Regions from separate parts of the Danio rerio genome. Here region 2 is linked to region 1. The links are chromatin contacts, called in public HiCAR-type maps. All regions are on one chromosome and are shown on one strand. The core of a region is the stretch at or near the end of the contact, and the rest is flanking DNA. Distances in the headings are between cores, read along the strand shown.

What was found. HiCAR-type assays count read pairs that join an accessible place to other places.
Region 2: a HiCAR-type map of caudal fin shows a contact between it and region 1, with 4 times the contacts expected there. The contact joins the promoter of sh2d1aa here to the promoter of si:dkey-13n15.11 in region 1. A contact is called at or near these places in 2 of 18 Hi-C or Micro-C datasets (caudal fin and an unstated tissue) and 1 of 4 datasets of contacts at active chromatin or transcription factors (caudal fin).

Annotation. Positions count from the first base shown.
Region 1 is chr5:21,953,690-21,959,514 of GRCz12tu, forward strand. si:dkey-13n15.11 reads left to right here and starts at 1,788. Exons shown (of 13, transcript XR_012406809.1): 1 at 1,788-1,910; 2 at 2,266-2,509; 3 at 2,726-2,875; 4 at 4,006-4,146.
Region 2 is chr5:22,015,479-22,020,954 of GRCz12tu, forward strand. It overlaps sh2d1aa (SH2 domain containing 1A duplicate a), which reads left to right and starts at 3,846. Exons shown (of 3, transcript NM_001114691.1): 1 at 3,846-3,982. The coding sequence starts at 3,846. LOC100536577 (butyrophilin-like protein 2) reads left to right here. Exons shown (of 16, transcript XM_073952114.1): 15 at 710-770; 16 at 856-2,436. The coding sequence ends at 1,037.

The DNA of each region.
Region 1 (5,825 bases), core at 538-3,037:
CTTTTCAAATCAGTGCATAGGTTTTTGATAATGTTCAAGTCTGGGGACTGGGATGGTCATTCTAGAATATTGTATTATGTCCGAGCATAAATTACTTGGTAGATCTGGAGTTGTGCTTTGGGTCATTGTCCTGCTGAAGCATCAAACCCTGAAGTACCTTCAGCCTCTTGACAGATTCCAGATTTTTTTTTTCTCAAGAGTCAAATACTGGTAAAAAAAAGTTTTTTTTTTCTGCATCACCCTTCCATTGAGCTGTTCTTTGTGAAGAGTGCGCTATACTGTGGAATCATGTACAATGACATTATCAGAAGCGAGATGTCTGGAGCTCTTTGGAGGTGTTTTGTGACCATTCTAACCATTCTTCGTCTTTGCCTTTAAAATATCTTTCTTGGTCTAACACATATTTCCTTCATAAGAACTGTTCCTGTGGCCTAAATTTCTCTATATATTTTTGACGGTAAAGATAGAACCTTTGAACCTTTGTGAGAGTTTGTATCCTTGTCCTAATTCAAGTTGCTGATTTTTCCTAGTTATTAGGTCATTAGAAAGTTATTGTGAGATTTCCATATTGCTACTTTCTGGTTCTCAATAAGGAGAAGCAGAACTAGTAATAATCAGCTATCTAAAATATCCTTTTTCATGATTGGTTGCGGGCGGCGTGGTGGCACAGTGGATAGCGCTGTCACCTCACAGCAAGAAGGTTGCTGGTTCGAGCCTCGGCTGGATATGCTGAATAAGTTGGCAGTTCATCCCACTGTGGCGACCTGACCCCTGAATAATAAAGGGACTAAGCCGAAGGAAAATCCTTGAATGAATGAATGAATGAATGAATGAATGCACATGTGTTAGGATTGTTAAGATTCATGTGTTGTCAGGCCATTTGAGATGCATGTGTTTGTATATTATATGGATAAAAAGAAATACATGGATGTTCTGGTCAAGGTCAAGGTCAAGGTAAAATTTGCTGGTTAGGAAATTAAAATTCGCTAGTTCTGTTCGTATCTTTTTATGAACCTTTAGAGTCTTCAGAGTCTTGGTTAAACCGACTTAAATTGAAGAGACATCTCCCAGATTAAAGAAATTTATTTTTAATTCTTTTGTTAAACATATTTTTAATAGACATATTAAATTGTGTGGCAAGGCGGTGGCACTGTAGGTAGTGCTGTCGCCTCACAGCAAGAAGGTCGCTGGTTAAAGCCTCGGCTGGGTCAGTTGGCATGTCTGTGTGGAGTTTGCATGTTCTCCCCGCATTTGCGTGGGTTTCCTCCGGGTGCTCCGGTTTCCCCCACAGTCCAAAGACATGTGGTACAGGTGAATTGGGTAGGCTAAATTGTCCGTAGTGTGTGAAATTGAGTATATGGATGTTTCCCAGAGATGGGTTGCAGCTGGAAGGGCATTCGCTGCATAAAACATATGCTGGATAAGTTGGCGGTTCATTCCGCTGTGATGACCCCAGATTAATAGGGACTAAGCTGAAAAGAAAATTAATGAATAATATTGTTTTTATACATGTTTTTATAGTAAATTATTAATAAATTAATATTGTCATGAATTTGACTAATAATTATTAGTCAGAGTTAAAATGCTGGCACTGCATCATTTAGCTCATCTCTCAAACACTATGATACTGTAGGCCTGATGAAGACTAAAAATAATACTCATATATTTGTTCACAGAATGTGCATTGCTTTTTACGTAACGTTAATCTACATGCTATTACGTGTTGTTGCCTTTAGAGGGCTCTATAATGTAAGCCACTTTTAACCGACTAGTAAACCGGACGTGTCCAGTTAACTGTACTATAGAAACAAACATGAGCAGGTTTTTCATCTTTAACACTTATGAACTTTTAAAGAGGACGGTATATGCTAACACTTAACAAACACAATCGAATTAAGGAAAAGTTAAAGGTAATTATGAACTTAACTAGTTTAACCAGCAAGTCGTATACATTCTTATTAACGTTACATTAAAATGTGGTGTCATTTAATACTGTTGAGAGTACTTTAGACCAAAACAAAACACATCCATGTCCAGACTTATATACACAGGATTCCTTCAGTTGTACGTTTCCCCGTTTGACGTTAGTGCTGCATAACGTTAATCATTAACCGCTATGAGGAAAATATACAGTCATGACTTTTAGTTTGAAATATAAGCTCTGCAAAGAAGTCTCGTGGTGATTTTTTTATAGTAACTTATTTGTCTCGTGGTGTTCAACTGTGCTGTGTATCGCCTAACGTTAAATCTTTTCGCGTAACTTAGTTGTGCTTATAATGGAGGAAGAAAAATCATTTTCGTCAAAGTCCAGTGTCTTTTTGGGGAGAGAGAAGGAGTGCGGTACTGCGTGTAAAATGAGTTTTACTGATGAGAAAGAGGAAGAGAGTGGGATCCATAATTTGCTCGAGAAAGCATCATCTCCAGTGCCTAGTTATGTGTCTTTAAAGAGTGACAGATCAATGGCTGAACCACCTAAATTCAGTGACGAAGCGAAACATTTTCCACTCAGGTGAGTCCAGCTGAATACACCTCTGTAAAAGTGATCATGTGTCAGAAAAATCCTTTCATAATAAACATTTAAAAAACGATTGTTGAATAACTGTAATTTTCGTGATTATATGATTTTTTTGGATTATTTTGTTTAGAGTATAGTCACTTTAAATATTTATGCACTATTTAATAAATTGTATTATTAATATAACAGTTAGCAATTTCTGCATTGCAGTCATTCAGAGAAAGAGGAGCAGAAATGTGCTGTTCACTACCAGTTCCAGGGTGCAGCATCATCTCTACCAAGCAATGTGTCTTTAAAGAGTGACAGATCAATGGCTGAACCTCCTAAATTTAGTCATGTAGCTCAACATTTGCAGTCCAGGTGAGTTCATACTAAATATGGGCCGGTATAAAATTCTGACAGTATGATAACCTTGGATAAAAATATCAGTTTCACGGTATCATAGTATTGTGATTACAGCTCTAAAATATATTGTTTTCAAGTGTCTTGGTTAGAACAATATAGAAAATTAAAAAATATATATTTTTATAATATTTTAAAACAGTAAACATGTCCGGCTAAACAATTAAAAATTAATCATTGACTTCTGCTGTCTTCATTAGTTTTAAAAACACATTTCTTTACTATTTAAAACAGCATCTTTAGATATTTCTTTCTGCTGGAGATACTGTTGTCTTAAAAAACAAAACTAAACAAAAATGTAAATAAAAAAATCTTACACATATCTTAGGAACAGTCAGGGACGGACTGGGACAAAAATTCAGCCCTGGCACCATAGCCACACCAGCCCACATTACCATACGTACTGTTTGTTTGACATTCTTGCCAGATTTTGATTATGTCCGCGTAACCTTTGATTGAGTCGGCCCCTTTCGAAACTATCACCGATTGGGCCAAATGCTTAACATTTACTATTAATTTTACTATTATTTACTATTATTACTATTATTACCATCATCAACGTCATCATAATATTCACATGTTGCACGAGATAAAAGCTGCCTGCATATAAAAACAATACATATAAAAAATAATAATAAAATAAAAATAAAAAACTGACCGGCCCACATTTAAAAAAATGGTCCGGCCCTTCTGGCATTTGCCAGAATTGCCAGATGGCCAGTCCGCCCCTGGGAACAGTATTGCAGAAAATGTTGGCGGTTTCAAAACCTTGACTCTTCCAAACCGCGGTATACCTTGAACACGGTTATCGTCCCATGCCTAGTTCATACATACATATACATTTTTGATTCTCTATGGTTTTCAGTAATTAATTAAAATTGATAAAGAATAGATACATTAGGTGGTCTTCTTTGTAATTGCTTTACTAACTTTAAAGCTGTTCTGTAATATAGCTGTTCAGTTGAAAATCTCATGCATTGTTGACATGCTAAGCTCAAAAACTACTGTTAAAAGCATTCTGTAATGTGTATATATTAACCTGTAGTCTTAAGTCGTAGTTATGTATCTTTTTTTATATGTATTTTCAGTCTTTCAGAAAAAGTAGAAGTCTGTGCTGTTCACCATCGGAGACTGTCATCTACAATATCAAGCTATGTGTCTTTAAAGAGTGACAGGTCTATGGCTGAACCTCCTCGATTCAGTGATGCATCAGAACAATTTAAATATGGGTAAGTTTACACCTTTAAAGGGTCACGAAACACCAAAACACATTTTTTGAGCTGTTGACAGTCGTATATGTGTCCCACACTGCTAAAAACGCTATTAGGACACATATTTCACTAAAAAGTGTAAATTGGTTGTTTTTGCGTTATTTCAAGCAAATTCGTACTTCCGGTTTGAAACGAATTTTTGAAGCTGCGTCACGGTCATTACATAATAGCGTTGTATTCCAGCGTGCAGACTGGGTGTCTGTGCCAGAGTGTGTCTTATTACGTCTTACAGTGTGATGCATTAATGCATGAGTAAGGCTTGGTTCAAACAAATCAGCGTGCTCTATTGTGCAACTTCATTAATATTCATTACTATCACCGTGTTTACAGGACAGAGACGCCACGTTGTGTTGGCAAAACAAGCATGAAGTGTTGCTTTTATAGTTTGCTGCAGTTAAGTTTCGTTTTCATTTTCTCTCTGTGAGAGCTCAGACTCACGTGTGGATTAACAGTGTACGCGACGCTCGACAACAATAACTTGCGTGTCTAAGGAGGAACATTGTTTACCTGAGAGCTGTTCTCATCTGCAAACGCTGAGATCCGGATTCGCTTTTAGTATTCTCTTCATAAAGACGCGGCTCAAGTTGCTGGTGATTGTCCTGTCTCTACAGATTTGGTAAGTGAGTGACCAGTGCTCTTTGTTTAACTATTGCACCGGGTGTAAACACGTTAGCACCACAACCAAACTTTAACCTCGTGTAGGGTTTTTACCGCATTTAGTGACCAGAATAACACACGCGGCTTTCTGACACTACCTGCCGTGTGCATCTAAGTTTCTAGGAAATGCGGAGGTTTTTTTTCTCTCATTCGCCGTGCGGTATCAAACATTGCATGAAAAATACACGCTTAGAGCAGCTCCTCGAATCAAATATCTCGTTTGTCGCGAGGGGCATGAATGAATTCCCTGAATGAAAGAGCCAAACTGCAGTTAAAGTCCACCATTTAATAATTTGGCAAATAATTCGACTACAGATGTCCATGTAGGTTAAACACCATCACTTTCTACTGTGTGTGTGTGAATTTTGACTCTGAAACTCGCACGTGCCCAAATAGACACTCCCACACCATCCCCCTTTTCTTCCTTCGACACTCCCCCCTAAACAGAGCTGGACACACCCACTTTTCTGACTTTTTCCAAAGTAGAGGTGTGAAAACACCCTGCTGAAACGAAGGGGTTTCATGGCCCTTTAAATAACTAAAGAGAAATCTTAAAGCAAAAAAAAAAAAAAAACTTTGCCAAAAAAAACTTTGGCGTCAACTCGATGTAATGTAGTGTAGTGGGCCCGTAGCTGGTCATTTCCACCCAGAGTGTTTTACAGGAGCTAGGAACCGATCAGACATGAAGGCCAATTAGCCAATTGTTATATTTATTTTCTTACAAGAGCAGTCTGTCCCACCCAACGCAACCCTACCGGACACACCTTAATCCTATCTCCTGGTTTTTACCTGTGGTGAACAGACAGCCTGTCCCATGTGTTCCAGATGGCCAAGGTGCACAATAATAGTTTTCTCATAAGCCATTGATAGACATCCAGACAAGAATATGGTGCCCCAACATTTATGCTGTCTTACATGGGCAGTCATTTCCTTATTGTTCAGCATGCAGACTGTGCATTAACTGGCAACTTTGCCACTAC
Region 2 (5,476 bases), core at 2,596-5,095, 64 kb after region 1:
TAGTAACATGTATAATCATATCAACAAGATAGGATGTGCACCAAGCAACCGGGATAAAAAGATCTGTTTAGCTCTATGTGATCATCAATCATCATCAAATGTAATCAAGAACGAGTTTTACAACTTTAAAAGTTTTTAAAACAGTGCATGTTTGTTATGACTTATCATAAATCTTGAAAAAATGGTAAAATAAGTGCTTTTAATATTCTGTGGGAGGTGTAGGACCAAGGAAAGTCCATCAAATACAGATGTTCGGTCCGAACATTATGATTGGCTGTCTGCCTGTCAGAACATATTGCATACCTCTGCGCTCTGCTCATGCAGAAAGAACTATATCATTGGTACATTCACGTATGCGGGTCAGACAGGGGATGGCAGGCTAACATCAACAACACCTTTTCATTTCTTTTCCTTTTTTAAAGTTTGTTATTTTAATTACTAACTGTTCTATAAAGATTTCTTGCTGGTGAAAGCTACATGATGTGTTGTATGATGTTTTCTAGTGTGCAGTTTTCATGTGTTCAGGAAGTGTGGATTTGATTGGCGATTTGCAGGGTCAGAAGTTGTCTTTAAGTGCTATCAGGCTATCATTAGCATTTTCCCCAGATCTCTTATTGCACCTTTAAATGAAAAATCTGAACAAAACCAAAGAAATTAAAGGATTTTTTTCTGTGTTTATTGATTAACTATTATTTTCTTCACCTTACAGACTGACAAAATATTGACTCTGGAGGAATCGCTCAAAATGGATGAATCTGTTTTAATGGGAGGTGAGTTTCATTTGAAGTTTCATCAAGTGCATAACTAATAAAGTCTCTTATTTATTTATTTATTCATTTATTTATTTATTTTTAGAGATGAGAGTGAACAATGAGCAAGAGCTTTACCAAATGTTGATCAGGGCTTACAGCGAAAGAGACCAACAACTGGAAAGAACTGAACAGGAGTTGAGAGAGACCAGAATGGATTTGGACAGAGTCTTAAAACTCAACCCTCGTGCTCAGTTTTTAGACAGAGACAGACAAAATCCTTTTTAAAAGCCAGGAAATATGCTGTCTGATTCATGACATTTCTTAGAACATATTTCAATCAATCAGTTTTTTTGGTAACACTTTACAATAAGGTTCATTAGTTAATTCATTTACTAACATGAACTAATCATGAACAACACATGTACAGCATTTATTAATCATAACTGAACATTTACTAATGCATTATTAACATTCAAGTCCATGCTTGTTAACATTAGTTAATGCACCATGAGTTAACATGAACTAACAATGAACTACTGTATTTTCATTAACTAACGTTAACTAACATGAACAAATACAGTAGTAAATGTATTTTTCATTGTTTGTTCATGTTAGTAAATGCATTAATTAACATTAACTAATAAACCTTCTTGTAAAGTGTGACCGTTTTTTTTTTCTTTAGAGTTGAAATTACAATATTACTATATGTTTAACTAACCACAAACTATATAAATTACTGTGATAAATATTCATTCATTTATAAGTATTCATTAATGAACTATGCCTTATGGTTCACTGTATATATAGTATAGAGCAGGGGTGCCCAAACTCAGTTCTAGAGGGCCGGTGTCCTGCAAAGTTTAGTTCCAACTCCAGTCGGACACACCTAGGCTAACTAATCAAGCTTTTAAGCTGCGGTCACACTGGAATTTCTCCATATTGACTTCCATTTACAGTATATGCACAAGACTGCGTCAGACTGGAAACGCAAGGTTCTGCGGCAAGTTTCGCAGTTCGCTGCGTTGGAAAGTTCAAGCTTGGTGAACTCTGACCTTTGAAATCGCATCACATGATTGCGTGAGAACAATCGAAGATCAAAACATGACCTCTCTGGACACAAATTTAAAATATAGTTTAATCACCTGCTTTTTCAATGTCTAATCATCTTGTTCAATCCCGCCCCTTTTCCCAGTGCCGTACTACAGATATTTGTGACCACAGCTTTAGTAGGCTTTCTAGAAACATCTGTGCAGGTGTGTTGAGGCAGGTTTGGAGCTAAAATAAGCAGGGCACTCTCGGTATAGATCATAGGTCTCGAACTCGATTTCTGGAAGGTCGCAGCTCTGCCTCCTACTAATCAAGGTGTTTAAGACTACTAAAGACTATTAAGCAGGAGTGAGTTGAAGGTGGTTGGAGCTAAACTATGTAGAGCCCTCCAGGAACTGAGTTTGAGACCACTGGTATAGAGTTCTTGTTGCTTATTGAATATTCGATTTGTTTTTGTAATTGTGCTTGTCTTTCATCAGATGTGAGGATTTATTATGTGAAAATGCCATATATATATTATAGATTTTGTAAAGTTGAAACGCTGGAAATTATTATGTTTTAAGCTAAAGCCTGTATCATTTTGAATTAATATATTTTCTATGAAGATTGTTTATTAAAGCAAAATTTATGTACCCGTTTTCTGAATACAAGTGTGCTTAAATGTTTTAAACTGTAATTTTTTTGTTTGTACTAACCCAAATTTTAAATATTTCACAAAAATATTTTACACATAAATCAAGGGAGTTGAATTTATTAAAAAAAAAAACTTTTTCAAAGGTTTACATGTATTCTTAATAAACTATTAAATTATGTGTGTTTTTAATGACAGATCCAGGGAGTGAAAACTTTTGAACAAAATGAAGATGTAAATTGAGTTTAATTTGCGTTAATATCTTATTATTGTTATTATATTTTTTACTTTTTGTAAACAGTTCGCCAAAACCCTGTTTAAATAAACGACATATGCAAATACTTTAGCAAAAACAATGCCTATTCTTCACTAAATCTTATAAATGTTCCTTTCCGGTGTATTTTGTAACCATATAGGCCTTGAATTGCCCCAAGCATGTAAGTGACCCAATGGATTGACAGTGTTTGCTAATTCTACTTATCAACAAAAAAGTTTTAAAGACTAATTTAATGAATTCGACCATTTACTAGTTGTGATTCGGTCTTTACAGAACGACAGTGCCCCCGCGTGGAGACAGTGATATAGTAGAGCCTTTCATACTTTTTTTGAAAAAAATAAAAAAATAAAAAACATAAGAAAAATAAACCTAGTACTACCAACTTCTAATGACCCTCAACGAGCTTATGTGTTAAAATGAGTTAAAAAGTTTGTCTACATATTTTACGTATTAAACTGACCCAGTCAGTGTAAATATTATTGTAATAATATAATAATAATAGTTAATTAAATTGTTATACTATTCATGAAAAAAAAATCCAGTTAAAACTTATATTTTACTCTATAAATCAGGGGTCACCAATCTCGGTCCTGAAGGGCCGGTTTCCCTGCAGGGTTTAGCTCTAATTTGTCTCATCACACCCTTGGTGTTTCAAGTATACATAGTAAGACCTTGATTAGCTAGTTCATGTGTGTTTGATTAGGAGAGAGGGAGAGAGAGAGAGAGAGAGAGAGAGAGAGAGAGAGAGAGAGAGAGAGAGAGAGAATAATAATAGAACGGCAGCGCCCTCTTATGGACAGCAGTAGTGCAGCATTTTTGCAACGTGCTCTCAAGAGGCGCTACTGAGAATAAACAGGATTAAGTCGGTGGCAGTGTTTTCTTGCAATACTAAACAATACAGCAAAACTAATATTGCAATCGACATTTTAAGTAAGAAAAGTGCCCAGCTGATTCATGTGCAAAACATACGAAGTAGTTGGTGAATAGAATCGTATCTTGTTTAAAAAATGAGGATGTGTCACATGTGTAGAGAATACTGATCTTGAATCAGCAAGCCTATATGCAGACTTCCTTTACACTGAAGCTTGCACTGATCTTGTATGTGTGTGTGAGTAATTTTGAGAGACTGTGCGATACAATGGAGGATTTGGCAGAATATCATGGGTCAATCAGTAAGAAGCAGGCAGAAGACATCCTGTGCTCCACGGGCAGAGATGGCAGCTATCTGATCAGAGACAGTCTGAGCTCCGCCGGCGCTTACTGCGTGTGTGTGCTGTGAGTAAAACATCTGCTGTGTACAAAGATCTGATAAGCGTCTTTAAAAGAGCTGTTTTACGAACAGTCTAAATAATAGAAAAGAAAGATCCAGTTATATTATTGGCGTCTATTTGACTGGAGACACAGGTATAGCACTTGAGAAAATTATCCAGGTCTTCTTGATGTAAACAACACTGATCTAACAGACGTCTCCGTGATGTGTGCTCAGATTATGTGCAGATAGCGTGTAAACAGTGTTTTTCGTTTGTTTACAACTTGTGAATTACATAATGGGACCTGATCTCTGCTCTGTCGACTTTTGATGTTGATAATTCAACTCTACAGTTTAACAAACTGATTTTTATTGACATTTAAGCAGTTTGACATAATGTATAAGAAAGAATATATAGAAAAATCAGTAGCCTAAATGTAAAATAGGCGAACAGAAGTGGCGGTGACCTGACATTTTATCCTACCCATCAGATGCTACCAACATTGTATTTGAATCGTTCTGAGGTTGAGGTTAGGGATTATGTAGGTTAGGGTGATATACAGCTTCATATCACACTGCTCTACATTAAAATTTACACTGGTAGCAAAATCTGACGAGTAGCATAGTGCATCATCAAAATGTGCTACCTACTTTTTGAATGGGAGGTAGGACAAGCTGACAAGGTTGGAAAAATGGCATGTTCGGTGGTTTAAACCTGGAATGGGTCAGTTGGCATGTCTGTTTAAAGTTTGCATGTTTGCATGTGGGCTTCCTCTGGGCTCAAAGATATGCAGCATAGGTGAACTGGGTAGGCTAAATTGTCCGCAGTACATGTGTGTGTGAATGAGAGTGTATGGGTGTTTCCCATTGATTGGGTTGCCGCTGGAAGGGTATCCACATATGCTGGATAAGTTGGCGGTTCATTCCACTGTGGCAACCCCTGATTAATAAAGGGACTGAGCCAAAAGGAAAAAGAATAAATAAATGAATGAATGAAAACAACAGATAATGTACTGGCATTTTGGGAGGCTGGGTGGACAGGAGACATGAAATTTAGGGAAATTTTATTAAAGAAATTGAGCTCAAATTATTCCTTAGGTGATGCTGAAAACAAAAATATCCCATATGCCATAATTGCCAAAACCTTGTCCGCCATTTTGAATTTGAAAGTACTTGTTGGGGCATGTAGGGAGGATTCTTCTGTTTTTGGAAGGGTATGAAAACTAACCAACTGTAAAGTTGCTTAGGAAAGCAGTTGCTAAAGGAATTAATCAATGTGCATATTGTTTTCTCCTGTCCATTCAATGTAAATTATGGACAGAACTATTTACTGAATTGGGGATTGTGTCCTACTATAAAGCATTTAAACAGTCTGTGTTGCCAGATGAGGGGGATTAAAACATCAGCACTATGTAACACAAACAGGGCAAAAGTAACAGGAGGGAGAGATAGAATTCAACTGCCATTAATTGGACATTTTCTATGACCAAAAACAATAACCAGATAAATATTGGACATGC